Linked DNA regions of Rattus norvegicus: region 2 is linked to region 1. The links are chromatin contacts, called in public Hi-C maps. All regions are on one chromosome and are shown on one strand. Each heading gives the region's core, a stretch centred on a gene start, on an enhancer-like site or on the middle of the called end of the contact. The rest is flanking DNA. Distances are from core to core; before and after follow the strand shown. Region 1 has its middle 22 kb from the start of Kif13b. Region 2 overlaps Ints9 (integrator complex subunit 9).

What was found. A called contact is a pair of places that touch in the nucleus more often than the background predicts.
Region 2: a contact with region 1 is called in a Hi-C map of Schwann cells, with 8 times the contacts expected there. The contact joins two enhancer-like sites. A contact is called at or near these places in 6 of 12 Hi-C or Micro-C datasets (the A7r5 cell line, the Rat2 cell line, Schwann cells and 3 more).

Annotation. Positions count from the first base shown.
Region 1 is chr15:43,059,389-43,063,980 of GRCr8, reverse strand. No RefSeq gene overlaps it. Among named protein-coding and RNA genes, the nearest start is that of Kif13b, 22 kb to the left of the region's middle. Within about 2 kb of position 2,835, at least 16 of the 93 cell types and tissues checked have an H3K27ac peak or open chromatin away from gene starts, as enhancers often do.
Region 2 is chr15:43,415,967-43,420,582 of GRCr8, reverse strand. The region is part of intron 6 of Ints9 (integrator complex subunit 9); the gene reads right to left. Among named protein-coding and RNA genes, the nearest start is that of Ints9, 42 kb to the right of the region's middle. Within about 2 kb of position 2,457, at least 24 of the 93 cell types and tissues checked have an H3K27ac peak or open chromatin away from gene starts, as enhancers often do.

The DNA of each region.
Region 1 (4,592 bases), core at 1,586-4,085:
CTGGATCAGACTCTAAATAGTCCCACAATGGTTGATTGTACCATAGAGAAACCAGAAGCCAACACCGCTTATCCAAGGACCAGTGATTCAGGCTTATGGGCTAAATGCCTCGAAGCCTCTGGATTGCTTGTTAAACCAAGTCAGTGTTCAGAGACTAGAGAATCCAGAGCCAGATGCCCACAGTCAATGACAGCAGCAAAGTGTTTACTGGCGCACTGGAGAGATGGCTCAACCATTCAAAGTCCTGGTGTTCTTGAAGAGGACGTCAGTTCAGTTTCCAGCATTTACATGGTGGTTTACAACTACCTGTAACTCCATTTCCAAGAGATCCACTGGCTTCCGCAGGCCTTCGCTTGTGTTTGGTGGAAATAAACACATTCAGGTACACAAACATGCATATAAAAACAAACAAACGAGAACAGAAAAAGGCTTCTGCTTGTTGTGGCTCACCTTTAATCCAAAATCTTGGGAAACAGCCAGGCAGATTAGAGGCTTCTTTAGAGAAGCTACATTCCTGATGATTGATTGAGAAACCCTTGGCTGTCTAGTCTGGGGTTTGTAAGAGCCGGCTTCCACATGCGGCTTTAACCTCCTTCTCCACCAAGCCTAAGCCACAATCATGGTCCGTGTAATATGCTCTGCTTTGGTTGTTGGCCTTCCTAATTGAGTCCCTGTGTCCTTCCAACTGTCATTAAGACAGGACAGGCTAATGTAGCCTTCCTTTTTAGTAACAACTGAATCATGCATTTAAAACCATGGTCAGAATATTTCCAATGCTAAAAATTAAACAAATGCTATCCAAGGACAGAGGCAGCTAGTGAGTCCACAGGCAAAGTCAAAGACTGACAGCTCACACTTGCAGTTGGAAGGCCTTTTGAGCTGTGTCCTTGGGTCATATCCTACCCAGTGGCAGTAGCAGTGGGCAATCTATTACTGGGGAAGAACCAGAGAGCCAAAATCTATAGCTGCGGACATAGACAGCAACTGGCCATCTAGGCATGCTTCCTGGGACACTAACGGTTGCTTTCAGCCCTGTATTTTACTCACTGTGTAGCATTTGTACTTGTCTCTTGGTTTTCCACATTCCTCAATATAAACTCGGGCTCCCCAGTATCCTGTGGGAGAGGAGGCTTCTCCTAAAATGTGAAACATTGGGGGCTGGTGAGATGTCTCAGCGGTTAAGAGCACTGACTGCTCTTCCAGAGGTCCTGAGTTCAATTCCCAGCAACCACATGGTGGCTCACAACCATCTGTAATGGGATCTGATGACCTCTTCTGGTGTGTCTGAATAAAGTGATAAATAAATCTTTAAAAAAAAAATGTGAAACATTTGGCACTAAACCTGTGACACAACCCCCCATGAGGAGTCTTACACATGTTGATTACTTTCAATCTGGTAATTCCACTCCTCTCAGAGATTTATCTTAAAGAAATAATGAGGAAGTCAACAAGATGTTCTGTTGGTAAAGGCCTGGCCAGCCTGGATCCAATTCAGAAATCCATGTGAAGGAGTTGTGGATTTAGCTCAGCGGTAGAGCGCTTGCCTAGGGAGCGCAAGGCCCTGGGTTCGGTCCCCAGCTCCGAAAAAAAGAAAAAAAAAAAAAAGAAAAGAAATCCACGTGAAGGTGTAAAGAACTGACTCCATAAATGTATCTCCCCCTCTTACACACACACACACACACACACACACACACACACACACACACACACCCCAGAGCAAGAAAATGAAGGGCAGAAACTACGTACTGAACAGTGAGAGCTGTGAGTTTCTGTTGACTACCTGTGGGCTATGCAAAGCCCGCCTCCCATTTTCTTGGATTTATTCCAATTCTCTCCCTTCACAGTAGTGAATGTTATCAACTTCCTTATTAGAACAGAAACTGGAAATGACGACCATAAAAGGCTCCGACAGTGGAGGCTAGGGTGGGGGGACTGGGACTTAGGCTGGCAAGGTACATGGTTCAGGCTGAAAAATTCAAAGGTCAGAGCCCGTCGTGGGGACAGCCTGGATGGTAAGCACGGACAGCCAAGGTCTGATCAAAGATGGCTGGCTGCTTGGGGCAGTCAGTAGCGAAGACCAGAAAAGAAACTACAGCAGCAAATCAAAGGGCCAGGAGGTCACAGCAAGTCTGAAACTGGTTCTCCTTCCAGGATGTTATCAGTAAACCATAAAGCAGATTAGGAACCCAGGAAGTCAGGAGGGTGAGTCAAGGTGTGTTTGTGACCTGATTTGAAGACGACAAGGCGTGTTTGCCTTTCTGAATCCTTCAGGGCAGGAACTGGGGTCATGGGTTATCCCAGGCACACAGAGCAGCTGGGGAGTAATTGTGGAGTACCTAGTGGCTGTGGGTGCGTCCTGGGTATGAGGGAGAGGAGGTGCTAGCAGTGCCACTGAACTGGCTACAGGGCTAGACTCACTGTGGGGAGCTTTTAAATAAATCCCAGAGTTCAGCCACACCCAGGCCAATTATATTGGAATGTCTGGGGGTTGGGCTCTCCGAGTCTGTTGTTAATGTTTCCTTGGTGATTTAAAGGTTCAACCAGAGAACCTGGTGGGATCTTAGACCTGTTCTTTAAGAGGGTGAGTGCAGGTGGGGGAATCAAGTGACCAGTCAGTAATAACAAAACAAACTTTGTAAAAAAAAAAATAAATAAATAATGTTTAAAAATATACCTAAGTCATTGCAAATATATGGGAGTATTTCTACTCTTTTATTTTATTGGGACACAGTCTCTGGCCGGTCTGGAAGTAAGTAATCCAGACTAGTCTGGGCTGGCCTCCACTCACAGAGGTCCTCCTGGCTCAGCTTCCCAAGTGTTGGGAGTACAAGGGTGCACTGATATGTTTGGTTATTGACACAGGGGATGGGACTGAGGACTTTGAACATACCAGGCAGGGCAGGCACTCTATTAATTGACCCTGACCTGTGATCCTGGATGGTTTTGATCAGAGACTTCCAAAGACATAGTGGTTCTGTGGGAAGTGACTGGCCCCGACATACAGGTCAGTCTCCCTCAGCACACAGTTGCTAACACTTGCAGTTAGGATCCACCTCAGTGAACACCGTCTTAGTCAATGTTGCCAAAGGCACCGGTGAGGCCAGCAGTCGACGGCCTAGCTTTACAGGTGCTGAGTCTAAGGAACAGAAGGTAAAACGGCTTCCCAAGGTCACAGATGAGCACAGAATGAGGTGTGACTCCAGGATTTCTGTCACACACTGCCCTTTATATCCTCTTTGCTGACTTGACTGCTCTCCACTGAATGACTGGGCTCTGATTAAACACAGAGAGAGACAGACAAAGAGATCTGGCCCAGTTCTTGCCTCCATATTCAAACACAATGAAGCTGGGTATGAAGACTGACACCTGTAATCCCAGCACTCTGGAGGCTGAGGCAGGAGAATTGTTACAATTCAGAGCCCAGAGTTGGATTCTGGGCAAGGGGAGAGACTGGTAGTAGGCTCAGTTGGTAAGGCACTTCCCTAGTGTGCCTGAAGCCCTGGGTCGGGTCCCCAGAGTGGGTGCATGAGCAGGAGTGCTGTCCTATCCTGTAACCTCACTGTTGGAGAAGGGGAGGCCAGGCTCAGAACTTCAAGGTCATCCTTGGGGACACAGCTAGTTTGAGGCCAGCCTGAACTACTGAGACCCTGCCTTAAATACAAAAACCACCAAGACAAATCACCCAAACCCTGGTGGCTCATGCCTTTAATCCGAGCACTCAGGAGGCAGAGGCAGGAGGATCTCAGTGAGTTCAAGGTCAGCCTCCAAAGCGAATTCCAGGATAGCCAGGGCTACATAGAGAAATCCTGTCCAGAAAAGTCAAAAAAGAAAAAAGAAAAAGAAAGAAAAGAAAAGAAAGAGAGAAAAACTAAGGTTAATGAATTCCAAGAAAGTCTCTCCTGTGCTCGTGGACATGTCCGATCTTCCCTCTTCTCCATACCTGGAGTTCTGCCCTTTTGCCTTCCTGCCTCACCTAAGGGCAGAAGAGAAAGGAAAATGTCTACATGGCTGGGTTCTCAACTGACACCGGCCTTGAAAGTAATTTTCCTTCTCAAACTGGGATTCGTTTCCCTCCCTTCGAATTTTACTCCATCTTGAGTGTCTGAAGTCTCCCTGACTCATGCTGTGACATCTGCACATTCTCTCTAGGCACAGGGCATTTCTGCAATGGCACTGATTATCCCTTTTCCTTCCCTCCATTCTTCCCTCTGTCCCTCTCTGCCTCTCTCCTGTCTCTAACAATGTCTTATCTAGCCCAGGCTAGCCTTGAACTCACTACTCCCATCTTCCATCCTTCCCTCTCTCTGTCTCTCTCTTCTCTCTAACAGTGTCTTATCTAGGGGTTGGGGATTTAGCTCAGTGGTAGAGCGCTTGCCTAGTAAGCGCAAGGCCCTGGGTTCGGTCCTCAGCTCCGGAAAAAAAAAAAAGAAAACAAAAGACAAAAAAACAACAAAACAAAACAACAACAACAAAAACAAACCAATGTCTTATCTAGCCCAGGCTAGCCTTGAACTCACCATAGATGGCCCAGGACTTCTTATCCTCCTGCCTTACCTTAGGATACAGGTGTGACTCACCCGTTTATGGGGGGC
Region 2 (4,616 bases), core at 1,208-3,707, 360 kb before region 1:
AAAGTTCTGCTCCACAGTGATGGACTTCTTCCAGGGAAGCTGCACCTCCTAGAGGTTCTACAACTCTACAAACAACCAGGGACCAAACGTTCAGATACGTGAGCCTTGAGGGACATTTTCACTCAAACTACACCTCCAAATGTCTTGCTTAAACAGGCAAACAGCTTAAAAATGTCACCCATAGTACCCATTTGGTCCACTCAGCACCTCCAATGGTGGTTGGCAATCCTCTCAACTTTACAAATGTGGAAACTGAGCCCAAAGAGACGACCTGACTCAGGTACAAGAAACAGAGCTGAAATTCAAACTCCAGTCTGTGTGACCTCTACGCCCACACTTCCAAGTTCTTCCTATTATACAGTCAGACCTGATAAATTCCTCAGCAAATAGCCAAGGAATGTCAGAGCAAAAGAATAACGGCTTTAACATGCATTTAAAAGTCTCCTGCGGGGTGAGCCTTCTTCTTCTGTTCTTAATTCCTTAATGTTTCAGAGATGATTATGACAATAGCTTACCATTTTTATCATTTTTGTAAATGCAGAATCTCACTGGGGCTCAGCTTGCCCTTAAACTTTTCCTCTGCCTCTGCTCCCTATTTCCCAGCTGTGAGACTTCACAGGTGCACACCGCCATACCTAGAAATGCCTTATCATGACTTATGATTAATTACGATGAAGGATTCTACTCTTATAAAACATTTATATTAAAAATACCAGACACCAAAGCACTTTCTTTTGTGGAATATTTTGCTTTAAAATTTCTCATTAAAAAAAAAAATCTAAATTTTAAGGTGAAACTGAGAAAATTCTATTACATGGGTTTTCCTTCCCTTCAAAACTGCATCTTTTTTTTTTCTGGAAGAGTAAACTGTAGTGTCAAAATTAAGACGGATGGTTAATGTCTTCTACATAAATTTTAGGGACATGTCAACTAAGGCAAGAAGTCACACAACTGTCAAAAGCAAGAGTAATAGGATTTTTGAATATACATCCTAATAATAAATCAAATGCTAATTCAAACCAACTTCAAATGATTTAAGAGAATTTGTCAGATGTTTTTTTGACCAATGAGCTTGAAAATGTTTAATTTATTGTTTTCTTTACTTGATGGCCTTCTTACTAACTCAAGCTACTTAGATGCATTAATTTCAGGCACTCGACCAAGATCTATTTTGAGAATCTCTATGTAGTTTGAAGTAAATCTTCAAGTCTCAAATCTGACTCCCAGTGATTTGCTTGAATCACACGGGGCATTATTTTAATGTGTAAGCCAGCACTTAAAAATAACTTTGAAAAATCACTTATAAAACAGTCAGATTTGAACTTATTAAAAAAAAAAAAAAGCAAAACAAACCTGAAAGAAAAAAGGGTAGATTTGGCAGTTCACACCCTCAACAGCGAGACGCTCGGCGTGCTCCAGCTGCTTCAGTACGGGACTGTGACAGCACCCCAGGTGTCCGCAGAACTCCTTCAGCTGACCAAATGACGCACTCCTACAACCTGGCCCAATTAAATAAGGAACTTAAAAAAAAAAATTCTACTTCTTTTACTAAAAAGTCTAAGGGCATCCCCACCCTCCTGTGTGCACACACAGATGTGCTCGCCATGTGTGGGAGGGTAGAGCCACAGATTGATGCCAGATGTCCTCTATCTCACTGAACCTGGAGCTTACTGTTTAGGCAGGATTTGCAGGCCCCCAGCCCCTGGGATCTGCCTGTCCCTGCCTCCCTCTCCTGCAGCACGGGGTCATGGATAGACACTGGGTGCCTGGCTTTATGGAAGATGCTGAAGTGAGAAACCATGTTTGAAGGACATGTGCTTTCCTTAAGGAATCATCACCAGCTCAAAGAGTGCTTCCATCTCAATGCCAGTTCTAAAATTTGTGCTGAGTTTATTCAGGATAGAAAAAAGACAGCCCTGGGGCTTTTGCTTTATCACTCTGCATAATTAGACTGTCCCCTTTGCCATCAATAGCTAAGGTCCGTCATGTGTCTCGAAGTCAAAATGAAAGCCCTGGTCAGGGCCTGAGTGCACACTGGTTGTCTTCAGCAGCGTACATATCAGATCTCTGCACCTCTTCCAAGGTACCTTTCCCTTTCTACCCTTTACCCACCAGTGGTGAGATGAGACACTGGTGGCTCTGTTTTAGCTAACACTTCCTCCTACAGAGATTTGCTGAGCATCTCATGAATAATGCCCAGGCACCTGACCTAAGGCTCTCTTCTTTCAAGCTCCATTCACTCTCTTCCTAATACATACTAACATGACTCTGGGAGCCAGTTATGTTGTTATGTTTTAAAAAGAATGGGTAGCAAGGGGGAAAATGCCTCTTTTTGTGCTGAAGGTCACAGAAGAGGCAAATTAAGACTCAGAACTTCCTAAGACTTGGCCCAGGACTTGGGAAATCAGGAACACTGACCTTTGAATACCACTTCTGATGTGCCAAAACTATTTGCAGCTCAGTACATCAGAACATAAACAAACAAGAGGAAATGAGTAAAGGAGGTCAAGGCACACGTGGTCTACTACAGGGAAAGAAGAAACAGCCCTAAGACTTCTTTAAGGGGGGAGGTTGTCAGGATCTGAGGTCCCATGTGGTCCAGCGTGCTCAAGGTACTGTAAGGGCTGAGAAAAAGGCAGATGAGACTGTAAATGCCACATAAAGAGGGCAGGGGACCATGTACCACTGTTTGGGAGTGGCCAGATCAAGGAAGCCATTCAAACAGAGACAGGACAGCCTGGCTATGGCACTCCCAGATGTTTTAGAGACATCTGCACACCATCCTACCAACCAGAGACACCCAGAAGATCCATGCAAGATAGGAGAAAAGGGGACAGAACACCTACTTCCCTCTCTACCACACAAGGGGGACTGCAGGACATGCCCTCAAAGACTGACTGACTGAGGGTTTGAATGTGGACTCTGTAGCCTGAGTCACCTAAGAAGTCAGAACCTCTTACAGCTAGCAGATAACCCTGGGGGAAGTTACCCACCCTCTGTGTGGCACGTCTCTCCTGTAAACTCAGTAACACCACCACACATGTCATCAAAGTGCTAGTTCCTTCTGCAGAAACACATTTAGAATGATGTCTGGCAGAAAAAGTAATTCCTAGGTTAAATAAGCAGTGAGTACAAGGAACACATAGAGGAGACAGGTGCCTAAACTCTGGAACACAAAAATGGGATAGCTCACCTACACACACAGGAAGACTGGCAAAATGTAAGACGCTGACATTCAGAAGCCTGGATGACTGCTATCATCATCATCATCATCATCATCATCATCATCATCATCATCATCATCATCATCATCATTCTCTGGGGACAAGGTAGTGAAGGGCGGGACAACTGGACAAAGGGGTGGGATCAGGAATTCTCAGGAAGTCTAAAGCAGTTTGACCCCTAGGCTCTCCATGATAAGAGCAGAAGATGGGGTTGGAGGTGAAGGCAGCCACTGCTGGGTTAGACACATGCCAGGTCAAGGTTGACTGGTGGCCTCCACTGCCAGGGGAGGTCAGAGTGCATGGGTGTGGAATCAAGCCACCTACATGCTCCCTCCGTGTACATATGTTTTACCTGACCTCCCGCAATCTAGTCTCTACCTATACTCTGGGGATGGCCACTGATCTTCCAATGTCCACTTCCAAGGGCCACATCTCCATTTTTACTGGCTAGTTTTCTTTAGTTTCTTTTCTTGCACTTGGGTTCTAGCACTTGTAGAACTTGCATATGCAGTCTAGGCTGACATAGCTTTCAGTCTTCCTGTCTCCCATTCCAGAGTGCTGGGATTACAGGGACTTGTCACCACCTATGAGCCTGTGCTTTTGGAACCTTCCTATGTCCCTGGCTTCCACACTTTCCTCTTTTCTACTTTGCGACTCCCTTAATACTTACCAATCCCTTTAAATCCCAACTCAGAAGCTTCTCTGGAGCTGCAGTCTTCTTCATGCTCACTGCTTCCACCCTAGTTTAGACCTTTGTTTCTGAAATGACCCCCTGCTGGTCTCCCGGTCTCTATCCCTGCAGGGCTCACCACTCCCATGCTGCTTCCAGAGTTCCCTTCTTCAAAACCAAATGTGGTCATGTTGTTCTCCTTACAGGCCTCTACCTGCACATACTCAATGGTGCAAGCCTCAACCTCACATGTAGGAGACTATATAACCTTATTCCAACCTGCCCCTCCCTGCTTCACCTCCCTACCCACCCATCAACACTGAATTTCTCACCATCCCATGACATGAAACCAGATGCCTCTTCAACACAACTGTTGTGTGTGTGTGTATGTGTGCATGATTGTGAGTGGGTATGGTGTGTGTACATACATGTGTTTTCATGTATGTAGACATACAATGTGCACATGCATATGAGGGCTTGTGTGCATACGTGTGGAGACTCAAATCTGATGCCAGGTTTCTCCTTCAATGGCTCTCTTTAGTGACTGAGGCAGGGCGTCTTGCTGAACCCAGAGCTCACCATTTCTACCAAGTCTAGCCAGCTAGCTCTGGGGAGCCCCTGTTTCTACCTTTCTGTGTTTCTGGGATTGCCTGCTCACTCTTATGTGGGTTTTGGGGATCAGAACTCTGATTCTTATGAATGTGGAGAAAATGCTTTATTCA